3 separate regions of the Drosophila melanogaster genome follow, and regions 2 and 3 are each linked to region 1. A link is a contact called in public Hi-C and HiChIP or PLAC-seq data. All regions are on one chromosome and are shown on one strand. The core of a region is the stretch at or near the end of the contact, and the rest is flanking DNA. Distances in the headings are between cores, read along the strand shown.

What was found. Hi-C and Micro-C count contacts between places; a contact is called where the count stands out from the background. HiChIP or PLAC-seq counts read pairs in DNA pulled down with a chosen protein or histone mark.
Region 2: a contact with region 1 is called in a Hi-C map of the Kc167 cell line, with 1.8 times the contacts expected there. The contact joins the promoter of CG4000 here to the promoter of Ir92a in region 1. A contact is called at or near these places in 6 of 107 Hi-C or Micro-C datasets (the Kc167 cell line, the PNm cell line, the S2 cell line and 2 more).
Region 3: an H3K27ac HiChIP or PLAC-seq map of the Kc167 cell line shows a contact between it and region 1, with 2.8 times the contacts expected there. The contact joins the promoter of Hs6st here to the promoter of Ir92a in region 1. A contact is called at or near these places in 2 of 107 Hi-C or Micro-C datasets (both in the S2 cell line) and 1 of 6 datasets of contacts at active chromatin or transcription factors (the Kc167 cell line).

Annotation. Positions count from the first base shown.
Region 1 is chr3R:20,336,649-20,341,213 of dm6, forward strand. Ir92a (Ionotropic receptor 92a) reads left to right here and starts at 2,325. Exons shown (of 10, transcript NM_001104375.2): 1 at 2,325-2,376; 2 at 2,431-2,648; 3 at 2,701-2,854; 4 at 3,489-3,853. The coding sequence starts at 2,325.
Region 2 is chr3R:20,675,147-20,679,711 of dm6, forward strand. CG4000 reads right to left here and starts at 2,205. Exons shown (of 3, transcript NM_142649.4): 1 at 2,122-2,205; 2 at 1,296-2,059; 3 at 1,078-1,228. The coding sequence starts at 2,136. The coding sequence ends at 1,216. It overlaps lncRNA:CR43452 (long non-coding RNA:CR43452), which reads left to right and starts at 3,037. Exons shown (of 1, transcript NR_048437.1): 1 at 3,037-3,933. It also overlaps asRNA:CR45024.
Region 3 is chr3R:20,005,727-20,010,291 of dm6, forward strand. It overlaps Hs6st (Heparan sulfate 6-O-sulfotransferase), which reads right to left and starts at 2,786. Exons shown (of 6, transcript NM_001275821.1): 1 at 2,435-2,786; 2 at 509-933. The coding sequence starts at 694. It overlaps MED25 (Mediator complex subunit 25), which reads left to right and starts at 3,221. Exons shown (of 1, transcript NM_142597.4): 1 at 3,221-4,565. The coding sequence starts at 3,334.

The sequences.
Region 1 (4,565 bases), core at 1,075-3,574:
GCCAAGGACTTCAAGGACATCGCCTTGTTTCGCTATTCATTAAGGCAGCTGCTGGCCTTGATTGACGCGCCCCACTCGCATTCGCCATTATTATTATTATTATTATTTAAATGTAAATGAAGGGGTATGAAAAAAAATACGATCGTATGCCTGTATGTATATGCCCCATACTGGCGGATAATTTGGCTTTAACATTGCCGGCCATTTAAAGTTCTTTATGCGGCTAGCACTTTTCATTAGGATGCAAGTGCAATTCGGTCTAGGCAAATTGCCCGCCAGCAGGCACCAGATGAAAGCATAACACACAACTCTAAGCCACAGCCACAGCTTGCAGAGGAGGAAAAGAATTTAAAAAACTTTAGCTAAAAATGCGCCACGCACTCACTCACTCATACGTACGTACGTATATACGTACGTATGTACGGCCAGCCGTAAACCTTTTCGGTTCTTGGCCATATGTTGCCGCTGTGTTGGCCACTCCTGCAGCTTGTGGGCCACATTGCGGTCGGTTTGCTGGTCAGCAAGCCCGCCTGCGGTCCCGGCCCCCGTCCCTCTTCGCCAAGTGATACCATTGGCAATGGCTGCGTTTGCTTGCGTGTGAGAGGCGTGTAAATTCCATTTCTGTGGACAGACACGCACGCACACAGACAAACACGTAATCGCACAAATCTGCATTTGCGTCTTGATTAGTGTTGCATACTTCAAGGAGCTGCGAATTCGGTGAAGTTTTTAGTGCTACTTGAGGGTTTGCTTGCGCAATTGAATGTAACAAATCACCAAATCATTACATTTAGCAAGGGCAAATACAAAAAAGTTAGTTTCTACTTTATTGAAATTAGCCAACCGTTGTAAACTATTTCATAAAAATATCCATGGTTTCATTACATGTACCAATTATTCACAAATGCATCAAACAACGATAATCTTGGGTACCAAATTGCTTAAACTTTTCGTGTGGTTTTATGAACCCCGAAATCCAACGCTAATTTCATAACGTGACTTTCGAAGTAAAACTTTAATCACTTTATCAACCCGTCGCCTCATTCGCTTTATTGCCACCCCGCAAAGCGTTTGAGAAGATAAATATCGGTTCATGGATTTTTAATGCCATTGACTTTCGAGTAACTCGGTCTGGGGTAACATACCGCTTGAGTGTTTAATTGCCCTTCAGTGCCGTGCCATGTGTGTGGATCTCTGGGTAGGGATGCTATGATTTCTTTTTTACGATTTTCGGGGGGATCCCAGCAGGTTGTCGAGGCAATAAAATCGCCGCCTGCTGTGCACTCAAATGACCAGTAGCCGGACCAGAAGCAGCCTGATTCCCCTGGCTCTGCGTCCTTGGTTCAATGGCACGGCGGAGTCTCCATCGGGCTCTCCTTTGGCTCGCCAGGAGCAAATCCCTTAATCTGTCTTTCAATTTCAAATAACCCAATGGTTAAGCACTCGCAACACTCGCACATTCACTGCCACAGTGCCACACTGCCTGTCTCGACTGTCCATTTGTGTTACCACATCGGCAATGGCGGCGACTCGTCCTGTCGTCCTGTGTCTCCAGGCCCCCTTAACCCCTCACGACCAACAGAATTTGCTGGCAGACCAATTGAATTGTTTCAATTGACACTTGGCCTGGTCCCGGCTCAGTTTCTGTCGACTGTGGATCTGTGGACCTTTAGCTTCGTTTCGGGCTTTGTTCGCTTTCATAATGAAAGTCAGTCGTTTGGCCGCATTGTTGTCGCTAATTTGTGGGAGTGCTAATTGGCCCACAGCCAGGGGTTAACCCAGATCACTGCGAGAAATGGAAAACAGAACGGCTACCAAGTGCACTTAGTGCATCGTCTTTTCATGGCAAACTAAGGTTTGTTTTTTTTTCATATGATTGAAATTTGAATAAAAATATATGCCCCAAAGTGCCTACTCAATGCACTTTGAACTTTGGAATTTTATTCTATTACCCAGCTTACTCTAATACCATTATGCTTTGGCCCAGTGTCCACAATTGATTTCCAGCCGATAGATGCTTTATCATATACGTATATTTAAGTTTTACTAAACTTAGGCTTTCCGCTTGACTTACCCGAGGCAGCCATTGTCAAGTTCTTGTTTGTTTACTGAATTATGCAAATATCGTAATGTGGTGTGTGCGTTTCATTAGGCTAATGACTAAGCAAATACTGCCCGTTTCCAGTTTGCGATGATAGGACCTATCGGAGGTTTTCAATTACAGTTCGAGTTAAAATCAATTTACGGGTCAATCGAATCGGTCATTAAAAGCCAGTCGTATAAAAGCATGAAATCTTGGAAAATGGAATCAAAAGGCAGTCGTGATGTTGTTGCAACCGCTGGTGATGCATTTAAGCCAATTGCTTCGGATTATAGGTAAGGCAACACCGCCTTACACTTCCCAGCCAACTTAAGCCAATTCCATTCTAGTCGGTCAATACTTTGCTGAATTTCCATCGATTTTGATTGTCTACAATAACTCGGCCTCGACAACTCCTCTTCAGTTGGAGTATTTAAGTGCTTTGGAATTAGTTCTTCGGGAATTGAGTAAGCCAATTAGGCTGCAATGGATTAATGTAGCATTCTTAAAGGACTTAAACGATCTGGAGGATCAAGTTATGGGTGCTTTGAATAGCAGCGTCACAGAGGTAAGTTTTTGATTCTAACGCTACTTGTTGACATCATGACTTTCATATTTAGGGATTCATTACGATCTTATCGCAAACGCACCACTTTATTCACGCCCGATACTACGCCACTCGCAATGCAAATGTGCGACTAAAGGATAAGCGGTATTTGTTCCTGTGCGAGGACGAAAGCCCTGCGGAATTGCTCTGCATGGATATACTGCAGTGTGAGTACGGTTTATAGATGCTCATAAAGAGACTATGAATAAGCCGTTTCAATTGAGTGTTCCTGTCATGTTCTACGCGGTTCAAACTATCCCCCCGTCAGCATCAATTTATTAGCTAAAGCGGTGGCTTTCCGCCACCTCCCTGGGGGCGTGGCAAAACAAGTCAAACTGGAAAAGTTTCCTTTGGGCCCACAACACGCGGCGAGCCTGGCGTAAACATGGTGGCGAAACAGCCGCAGGACATTCGTGGCCAGTTGATCAAACTTTAGCACTTGCCAATAATTTCAACACTCCACAGTGCCGTGTTCGATTGTAAACTTGGGCCATTTGGACATGGACCGCTGATTTGTTCATTGTTTTCTGTCTGGCTGTTGACACTTTTGACTCTAAACTAATCGAGAAGGAGGACAATCAGTTATAAATGTGTTCTTCAGACACAAATACTTATAACAATTTATAGAATTTCGCTATCAGATACCTTTTAAAGTGATCTTATAAATAATACCTTAATACTAGGTAAACCTTATTCGATATCTCTCAATTTCTAAAAGAAGTCCGTGTTCGTTTTTATATCCCCTGCCCGATTGTTTTCTCTGCTTGTCCGACATCGGGAAATCGTTGTAATGTGCTTTAGTCTACCCTCACCATCTGATGGTCCGACCTGGAACGGAAACGGCCCCAACAGGACCAACAGGACCCCATCCAGACCCCAGGCGCGGAGGAGGCGCATCGGTAAGCACGAAAAACAAGGACGATGGCGAAGGAGGAGCAGGAAACAAAACCACTTCTCCCTACCGCGACATCAATTTCGAGCTGTGGACACAAAAGTTTGTCGGTGCCGTTGGTAATTTGGATGCCCTGCTCCTGGACGCATTCTTGCCGAACGAAACTTTTGCCAACCGGGTCGAACTTTATCCCAACAAGCTGCTCAATCTGCAGCGCCGCAGCCTGCTCGTTGGCTCCATTACTTATGTCCCATATACGATTACTAATTATGTGGTAAGTAATTGCCGGTTAAGTTTATATTTATCGTTTGTTGTTGCCTATGCAGCACTGAGAGAAATCGCATTCGTTTCATATCGCCAAAGTAGTAAACCAAGGATTAAAAAAATAGTGAGCAATTTTTGGGAGACTTTTTAAAAACTTTCTATATCTATATCTACATCTATCTATTCTATAACTATAGTCAATTTTTAGTTAAATTAAATTAAATTTTAAAAATTATTATTATTATTTAAAGCTTAATTTTGAGTTTTTGCAATTTGTACAGATATGTATTTCGTTGCTTTAACAAGTAATGTTGTGTATTTATTTCCCAGAAGAGGAATACAAGGTGGTTAGGTTTTTTTCCGTGCCTTCCTTATGGCCAGCCAGCTTTACCAAAATGCCAGAGATTTGCACGCCAACATTAAGCAAAGCCAATTGGTCGTCCTTGCTCCCATTTACCTCATCTCGCCTCGCCACTCTTCAGCTCCCCAAATGTTGAGAACTCCTCATCTTCATCAGGCTCATTCACATCGTTGTCTTTGGATTAGTCGGACTCACTGTGCGAACTCATCGTGAATAAATGTCCAGTGGTGGCCCCATTGACTAAATTTGTATGTTTGCCTGTATGTGCGGGGATTGTGGGTGCTTGTGTGTGTTTGGCGGTGGTGGTGTGGGTGAGGGTGCTTAGTTATTTTCCTTTGTTGTCCTTGCGGGCAACGACTTC
Region 2 (4,565 bases), core at 955-3,454, 340 kb after region 1:
GAAGTTTATATTTGATTAAATTGTACATATTAATATTAATCTATTTACACACTTTGTTTAGTAATTTTTTATGTGAAAAGGTTTTTAAGCAAGTCATTAGTTTGGATTTCATTTATAATAATAAAAATGTTTAAAAAACTATCCTTACGAAATGGTAACCGTGAAAGAAAAAGTGATTGGCGTCCCAGTTTTAAAAGCGTTAAGTTGGCCATCTTCCGGTGGATTTCCCATTTGTTACGCAATTCACTTTAATCCGCGAAAGTGGAATCGTGTCTAAGCACTGGCTGATACTTTGTCGCAGCTGCTGTTCCGATAAGGATTCATTCACTTTGTGAGTCTTTTCGAAGATATCAGCGCAAATAGCGCCAGCACACACGAATGAGGCAGAATCATTGTTGCAAGGCAGATAGTGCAACGCAGAAAATTCGATTTCTAGCGATTCGCGCAATTTGTGCAACAAAGTGAGCCACACGAAAGCATGAAAATCGAAGCAATAAGAAGCACTTTTGCACCGACAAAGCTGAGGCAAGTTTGCACGAAACTGACATTGAATAGAAAAACAGTGAATGCAGCTGAGCAGAAATTGTTAAAGGAGTTCGAAAGGTTAGCATAGTTTCCCTTAGGGTTTGACATTTTCCCACATGAATATTCAATTGAAAGCCGCACCGTGATACAATGTATTATATGCTCTATTTTAGTGTTGGCTGAAACATGTCTTGGAGCGCCCCTTTTGAAATTAACATCAACTGATTGGCATGCAATTAGCATTTTCCCCTGGAAAATCGGCTAGGGAAAAGCATATGTAAAGTACATTGCCTACTTTTGGGCATAATTTATGCATTACTCAACCCGACATTCAAAAGCTACTGTCAGAGCTTTTGTACACATCCGATTCTAATTGACAGATGCTGGTGTTGTTTCAGTATTAATTCAGTTCAAATATAGAACACTTCGAAAATAGAGTGACTAACCCAATTCCATTAGGTCAACTTATACATTAAAAGGTCGCCTATGTGACCGACCACCATTTGACCTTTGTTCACAATGTGTGATGGAATAAAAACCACAAAAGCAATTACTGTGTGATCGAATTTTAATATTCGCTTGCCTTAGCTTAGGGTAAATGTGAGCTCCAAAAACATTGACTAGCTTTAGGACTAACTTAAATGACCATCAAAGGGGGTTAAGGCAAATGGCACAAAGGTCACCGGGCGTTTACACAACGTGACTGCAAGTAATGTGAGAAAATGATAGTCTTGGTGATGTAATAATTTCACAGCTCCATTTTTACTTACATCGCATTTGGCTCTGGATCAGCCCAAACGGGTGCGGGAATCAGGACAGCCGCCTGAACAGGAATCGCTGCCGGCGCCGGCTGGGGAGCAGCTCCTCCAGCTCCACCACCGCCTCCGGCTCCATTGCGTGCTCCCTTTCCACCCTTGCCGCCTTTTCCACCCTTGGAGCCATCCGGACCGTCTGGCCCATCGGCTCCATCAGCGCCATCTTCGCCATCGGGCTGAGGACCCGCTGGACTCGGCGCTCCGGGCTGGCCACTGTCTCCGCTCTGGCCGGATGTGGCCGTTCCGCCACCGCCGCCGCCTCCTCCGCCGCCACCGCCTCCAGCGCTGCCTCCACCACCAGCTCCACCTGCTCCTCCCGCTCCGCCTAGAAGTGCTCCAGCCTGTCCCGCTTGTCCGGCACCTCCTGCTCCACCGGCCTCCGCCGGAGCAGGGGCATCTTGGGCGTCTACAGATTGTGAGGCAACCAAACTCAGGGCAGCAGCTCCTGCGTCACTGGCTGTAATGCTTCCACTGCCACTCTGGCTTAGTTCCGGGTCCGAGTACTCTCCCTCCAGACCAGGCTGTGGCTGCCACGAGCCATCTTCGGGGGGCGAAGGCGGCTTGTAGGAGCCATCGTCTTCCGGCGGAGGAGGAGGTGGCTGGACTAGCAAGACAACGGGTGGAGACAGCAGATAGGTTCCGACTGCAGGAAGACCCACGGGCACAACATGACCATGGGACTCCTCCCAGTAACTGATAGCCAAGAGGCCGAGAAAAAACTGGTTAGGGGAATGAAAAATTAGACGTCTTCGACATAATGTGTGCTCGTCGCTCCACTCACCACTGTGGCACGCATTTTGGAGAGCTAGTTTCCGATCCCTTCGAGTCCGTTCTCGACAGCTTCCACGGCGGGACTGACTCGGTTGGCAATGCCCTAGGCCAGCTTTTATACGGTCATACGGAGATCGCTGGTTGCGACTGCTGATTAATTGTGAGCAGGGGCACTGTCTATACTTGGAAGCTGCTGCCACTTTGCATGGCACCTGCATAAATCAAGTGCTACCAACGCTAATTGCAGCAACAACAGTTACGAGAGACAATGATCTTGTTAATGTGTGTAATGTGCACCATAAGGCTTGACCACCCGATCAAAAGACGCAGTTGCCATTACACCTGAACTTGGCCTTTTGATTGACACGAGCCAGTCTTCGGAACGTTGGCTGCCCTACATGAACCCATATATGGAGTTGGCAATACATTCTTGTCTATCAGATTTACGAGGTCAGTTGAATAATTTATAATATTAATTTTAATAAATCTCTATAATTAATTTATTATTCAAAGGCTTCCTACCCTTGGAGACTCAAATAAGTACTATTACGCCATACAATGTTGGATATATATTATGAAAATATTTAAAAATCACAGCTAAACGATTACCATAAAATTTAAATTTCATTTAAAAGAAATCATAAGCCTATTTTTTAATTGTATTGTATTGACAACATTACTCCACAAATATACATTTACAGAGGGTATTTGCAATTTTACTATAAGGTAGAAGGGATGACAGTGAAAAAGGGGTAATAAAATAACCGACTCTCCCACTGTCTCCAGCATCCAGTTAAGATTCTTGAAATTTCTTACTTGCTTAATCTGCTAATAAATAATTAAAATGGTTTTTTAAATGCAGCAACTGCCGGCGACGAGCTGCTTTGCCGCGGATAAGATAAAACGCCATTCATGGCTCTGAGGCGTCAGTTGGCAATCCGAGCTTCGCAAGGAGGTTGACTATTGTTGACCAGTGGTTGCTCTGAGTTTTTCTAAGTTGGCGTTGACTCAATAGCTTGGCTCGATTGCATGGGACGGCTGTGGTGGAATGGTGGATGCTTCCCAACCGGTTTCCACGCGCAACCTATCAACGCGTCGAAATGTGTAGCACAGTGGCGGAGAAAATTAAACGACTCGCCAAATAAAGCGAACGGAGCGAAGAGCTCCGCGTGGCTGTTGGGCGCCACATAAATGATGAGCAACTATTAAACTCTGTGCAGCTTCAACTAAATCAATTAAGCCAACAAGCTAGAAACAACAACAACAGCCACATGGCCCAGAAGGAGCTGCGCCAGCAGGCAGCTAAACAAAGTAATGGCAACGAGGCCATTATCATCATCGTCCTGTGACGCATTCCCGTTCCCCGTTCCGTGCTCCGCCAATTCCCACTCTCCGGCTCCCAACCTCATCCCCATTTCCCTGGTCTCGTCATCGTTAGCATTTAGCAGCACAAGCAACAACATAACTCACGGCAGGCAGGGGAGGACCAGCTCGGCAGGACCAGGAGGTAATGGAGTCGTCTAGGTTGGGGTCGGGGGCGCATTCTGTTTGCCCATCCGTGCGTTTCCCAGCTGAGATAGCGCTGGTGCGAAGTGCGTGTGTGGGTGTTGGCTACACTCATCGAAATGGTCGATGTGCCAATGGAAACCTATGCTTCGGCTACCACACCTATGATAAAAACGTATTTTTATTGATTTGTTTTTTGTGGCATCTTCCTGGAGGATGTGCCGCAGATAACATAACTTAAGGCAATAGTCTCAGTATAAAACAGAAGTTCAGAAGACGATACAGTAATAAATTTTAATATTTGTATTAAAACTGCAACTGACAATATTTTGTTTAATAGAAATTTAAATATTTTTATTGATATTGATAATTAGGAAAATGACAGAAAAAAATGGGTTTGTCATATATGAAATAAAATTACTGAATATAAACCTAAAAAGGGAATTATAAAAGTCAGTGAGATTAGTTATGAATTACAAATATATGTACTTCAATAATAAGAATTTACAATTCAATATGACGCAAAAAAAGCAGCAAAAAAATATGTGGAAATCTATTAATCAAATTTTAGGAAGATATATAAGCACAACCAATTAATTATATATCTAAGATAATTTAAATATAGCGATGCATTGGTTTTACACGAATCGCCTACGTTGCGGTTTATTAAATATTTTATTGGTTGTCCTTTTGCCAGATCCTCATGTCTTACGCTTATTTTCTATGTGTAATTCCCTAGCGAAAGTTTGTGCCAATTAGGCAAGAGAAACTTTGGAACGCGACAGGACAGGCACGTGGAAATATGCCAGCAGTTCAGACTGAGATTCCTTTTGCTGGCGCTGCACAAATTCAATGTCCGCAAGTCGATTAATCTAGACGAAGACGCACCGCAGCTGCAGACAATGCGCTCGAATATGCTGCCAATAAAGGCGACGGACCACCTTTAAG
Region 3 (4,565 bases), core at 1,536-4,035, 330 kb before region 1:
GCGTGTCAAAGATTTATGAATAATAACACAGAAGCACAATCGCCTGCAAGCGAAATCTTATTATGTTACACATTTTCCATTTTTGGAGGAATTTCATTAGCACCTTTGCGTTTGCGTAAACAATTTCCGAGTTTTAAAGGCGCCAACCGAAAGGCTGTAAACAAAACATTTTGTTTTGTCTAATTAAAGCTCCCAAAAAATTGATAAACATCGAGAAAGAGTTCTATATTATAAAAGCTGTCTTTAGCGCCGAAGGGAAAAACACTCCAACGCATATTTTTATACGAATATTTTAAATAATAAATTTATTAATGCGCCATAGCAAAACAAGTTTCGTGCGATCCAAAAATGTATGAATGGTAATTCCAATAAAAGCACACATGTACGGCAAATATTAATGAATAAATTCAGCATTTCGCCAATTGGTGTGCTAATTTGCATTGGAGCCAAGTAACAGAAAATTATAAATTATAAGCAATGGGAATTAATGAGGGGATTTGGCACTTACCTGATCTTGACAAAAGTATCCAAATCCGATGATGCCGGCGATGGCCAGGAAGAGGCAAAACACAATGATTGTTCGGATTTTGGAGCGCGGTTCCATTTTCTTGATTTCATAAACACCACTGGGCAGCAATAAGGCAAAATCACTATCGACTTGAACAGATACGTTCTTATGCATATCCCCGGGCATGTTCCATTCCCTGGCCTCCCTCGAAAATCGCACTAAAGGTCCAACAAGGGTCCACCCGAGTGGAGTCCAAGCGGGTATCCGTATCGGCCTAGCGCAACGAGAACCAGACGCGAATCGGAGGCGAGGCCAACTCAATCATACTTCAGTCGCTGCCCGATAAGAACTCGAAAAATGGGAACACCTTCGCCCATTGCACTTGGCGCGGAAATGGGTTTTCCTTGTCTCTCGGCTTTCAGTGCCTGCAAATGGAGTAAGAGTGAAAAACGGTTAGAAACCTATTAGTTTTGGGAGCACTACAAAAGCAACACCGTTTCCGATTAGTTACCACTTGACCATGCCGATAAAGCGGTCTGTCAAATTGTCTAGCCCTTATCTAGCCACTTACTTAGTAGCTGAAAGCTCTTCAGGGGAAAATCAAAAATAGTTTTTAAGAACCTAAATCTATGGCAGACTGATAAGAAGTTCACAATTAAAACGTACATACATAGTTAATTGGACTTTCTATTTTTTTGTTAGGGTCAAAAACTGATAAGCAGGCGGTGAAGTTGATTTATCGTTTAATCTGACCCTATTTTAATTGCAAATCTATTAGTAAGTATTCAAGACGGGCGTGAATAACAAACGTTTGTGCAATAACAAATTTATCTTTATTTGTGTGGGAAATCTTAAATTAAATTTCCACGCGCGAATGCGATCTGCAAATGTATAGCGTAACGATAAAATACATAAATCAACCAATAATGACGCAATAGTGGAAAGTGAATGGCGGAGCCGAAAGCAATGCATTTAGTATACCCTTAATCAATTAAAAATACGTTTAAATACGTTTATTATTTAAAGCAAAAAACCTACATCCGTACATGATAATACGTGCAATTACTCAAATAATAACTTATTATAGTTAAAAAATAGTTTGTACTTATTTCATTTAATATTTAAATTATCTAGTGATTCTTTATTTATAAGAACATATTGTAGTTCAGTTATAAAAATAGTTATCAATAATATGGTAAATATAATGAATGAACAGCCTTTGTTGTATGGGTGATTATTATCACAAGTCGCTTTATCTGGCTTCGATATTGTTTATATGTGATAAACCCGATTGGAAAATGCGTAACATATTAGGGTTTGAATGATATTGACTACATGCGAGTAAGTTGCATTTAGGTAGGGTATTTAAATGTACAAACACCCAACTAAAATAACTGGCGATCGGCAGTCGGAGTGACGCCCAAGCATAACTGGTGCCTTATATTTATGTAGGCGCTTTTTACTTCACGATCGGTGCTTCTGTAGCGATCACAATTATTGTAAACAAATGGAAAAGTTGCTTATTGGCAAATTGGACTAACAGAGAGACAAGAAAAAAAAGGCAGATGTGGCGAAACATGTTGCCAGGCAACAATAACAAAAAAGCATGCATGCTGTGCACACATGGCCGTTTAATTCACTTCTCTGTACTCTAAACTATACTTAAACCATGCTAATTGCCTACCCAAATTATCAGGTTTTTCGAGGCAGTGACGTCAGGGCAAGGAGTATAATTATAATAATAGAATCAAACGATTTAGCAACATTGCAGTAAAAAAAAACAGAAGCAAAGGGGAGCAACAAAAACAGAGAGAGGGCAAAATAAGAGAGAGGACAACCAGACAGAGCGAGATGCCAAACAACAGCTGTTCTTCTTGCCAGATGCGAAATGGGCAATTTAATGAAATTTATCTAGATTTCACTCACTTTTCACTTGCCAAACGTCGTGTTTGTGCACTTTTCACAATTGTCGCGGCGTCACACGTTTATTTATTTACATTTCTCTGCGTTTCAGGCGCTCGCACGCTCAATTAGCGCGCTTTCCGCTTTGTGCCACACATTCTGTGCCAGCCACAAAAAAGCCCGCAATTCGCACTTTCATGTGTTTTCGGCTATTTCTGCGATCGTTTTTCCTGCACTTGCACTGCTCAATAGCTAATGTTTAGTTAATTGACACTTTCTAAGCGTTTTGCGTATATTTTTTACGAATTATTTTGGCAAAACGACGCGGTACCAGCGTCAACGTCCGCATTCTTCAAAATCGGCGAATGAACTGAACAAAACGAACTGCGCAAGTTGGGCAATAGGAACAGCTGACCGCGCTGCCAGACTGCCGAACGGAAACTCGCTGCGAGAGTCTGGCAGCACTTGCAACCATCGATATAAACTATTGGTAACGAATATTTAAAGAATTAACTTTATAGTTCCATTGAAAATACATACATAAAACAACTATAATTATGATACCTAACATAAAACATCGTAATATCTTATTTATAGTTATCTTTTGTATGCAATATTCAATTTTAAGTTAATTAGATAAACACCAAACGTTTTTTTATTTGTGAAAATAGAAAAAGAATTCAATAGAAACAAGTTTTCAAGGCAATCTGCATATTCTTAAATCCAACTTTATGGGCACTTTTGAATATTCATTTATTTTGCAGCCCTAGCAATCGCTGAGCGATAACCATAAGTTGACTATCGATAGCAGCAGAGCGATATGCAAAACAAACGAAAAAAGTAAAAGAGCGGTGTAAAGCAGACAACATAGTTTACATTTTTTGCAACAAGTTTTTCAACTTAAAGCCAACTCCCATCGTCCAATGGAGGTGGACCAGATTCCCCTGGCCGACGTGGTCTTCGTCATCGAGGGCAGCGCCATCAACGGAGCCTACATCAACGAACTAAAGACCAACTACATCCTGCCGACTTTGGAGCACTTCACCACTGGCTCCATCGACGAGCGGGAATACCTGATTGCGGAGCGCTTTGCCACTCTGTACGGTATTGTGGTCTACCGTACAGCGGCCAATCTGCTGGAGCCAGTTTGTTCAACCTATGGTCCCTTTCTGCAGCCCCAAAAAGTGATGGAGACGATCGAAAGATTGCCACTAGTGGGAGGCGGAATGGAGTCCTGTGCCCACATGGCCGAAGGATTTGCTGCGGCCCACGGCTGTTTTGATGACATCAGCGAAAGGCGCCAGTTGCTCGATCAGACCAGCGTCCAGAGGCACTGCATTCTCATCTGCAACAGTCCGCCGTACCAGATGCCCACAACGGAGTCGTGGAAGTATCCGGGCAAATCATGTGAGCAGCTGGCGGCGCTCTTCAACGAGCGCAAAATCAATCTCTCCATTATTGCGCCACGCAAGATGCCGGTGTTGTTCAAACTTTTCATGAAGGCCGACGGAGATCAGCCCATTACGAGCAAAAACTATGCCAAGAACATAAGACACCTAGTGCTTCTAAAGGGATACAGCCTCAAGGAGAGAGCACCTAGTCCCAACAGCATGGCGGCCCAAATGGCTGCACCCAATGCGGCACAGGCTACAGTGCAGCAGCAACAACAACAGCAACAAAATCAAGCTGGTCAGCAACAACAAGGGCAGGGCATGCCCATGGACACCACTCCAGCCCAGCAGCAGCAACAGCAACAACAACAGCAGCAGCAACAGCAACAACAAGGCAATCCTCAGCAGCAGGTCATGAACATGAACACGATGCAGCAACAGCAGCCCGGTCCAAATCCCCCAGCGGGCTTACTCAATCCACAGCAGCAGCAGCAACTATTGCAGCAGCAGCAGCAGAATCAATTCGTTTCCAATCAAATGCAGAATCAGAACTTCCAGCAAAACGTGGGACCCGGCCAAAACCGCTGGATGTATCCCAACCAGCCTGGTCAGGCGCGTCCGCCCTTCATGCAGGGAGCAGGCAATGTGGGCGGTGTGGGCCAAGGCGGCGGCATGCAACAGAATCCAAATTCTGCTCTGATATCGCGCATTAATGCGCCGCCGCCGAACCAAACTGTGACCTCGCTGCAGCAGCAGCAACAGCA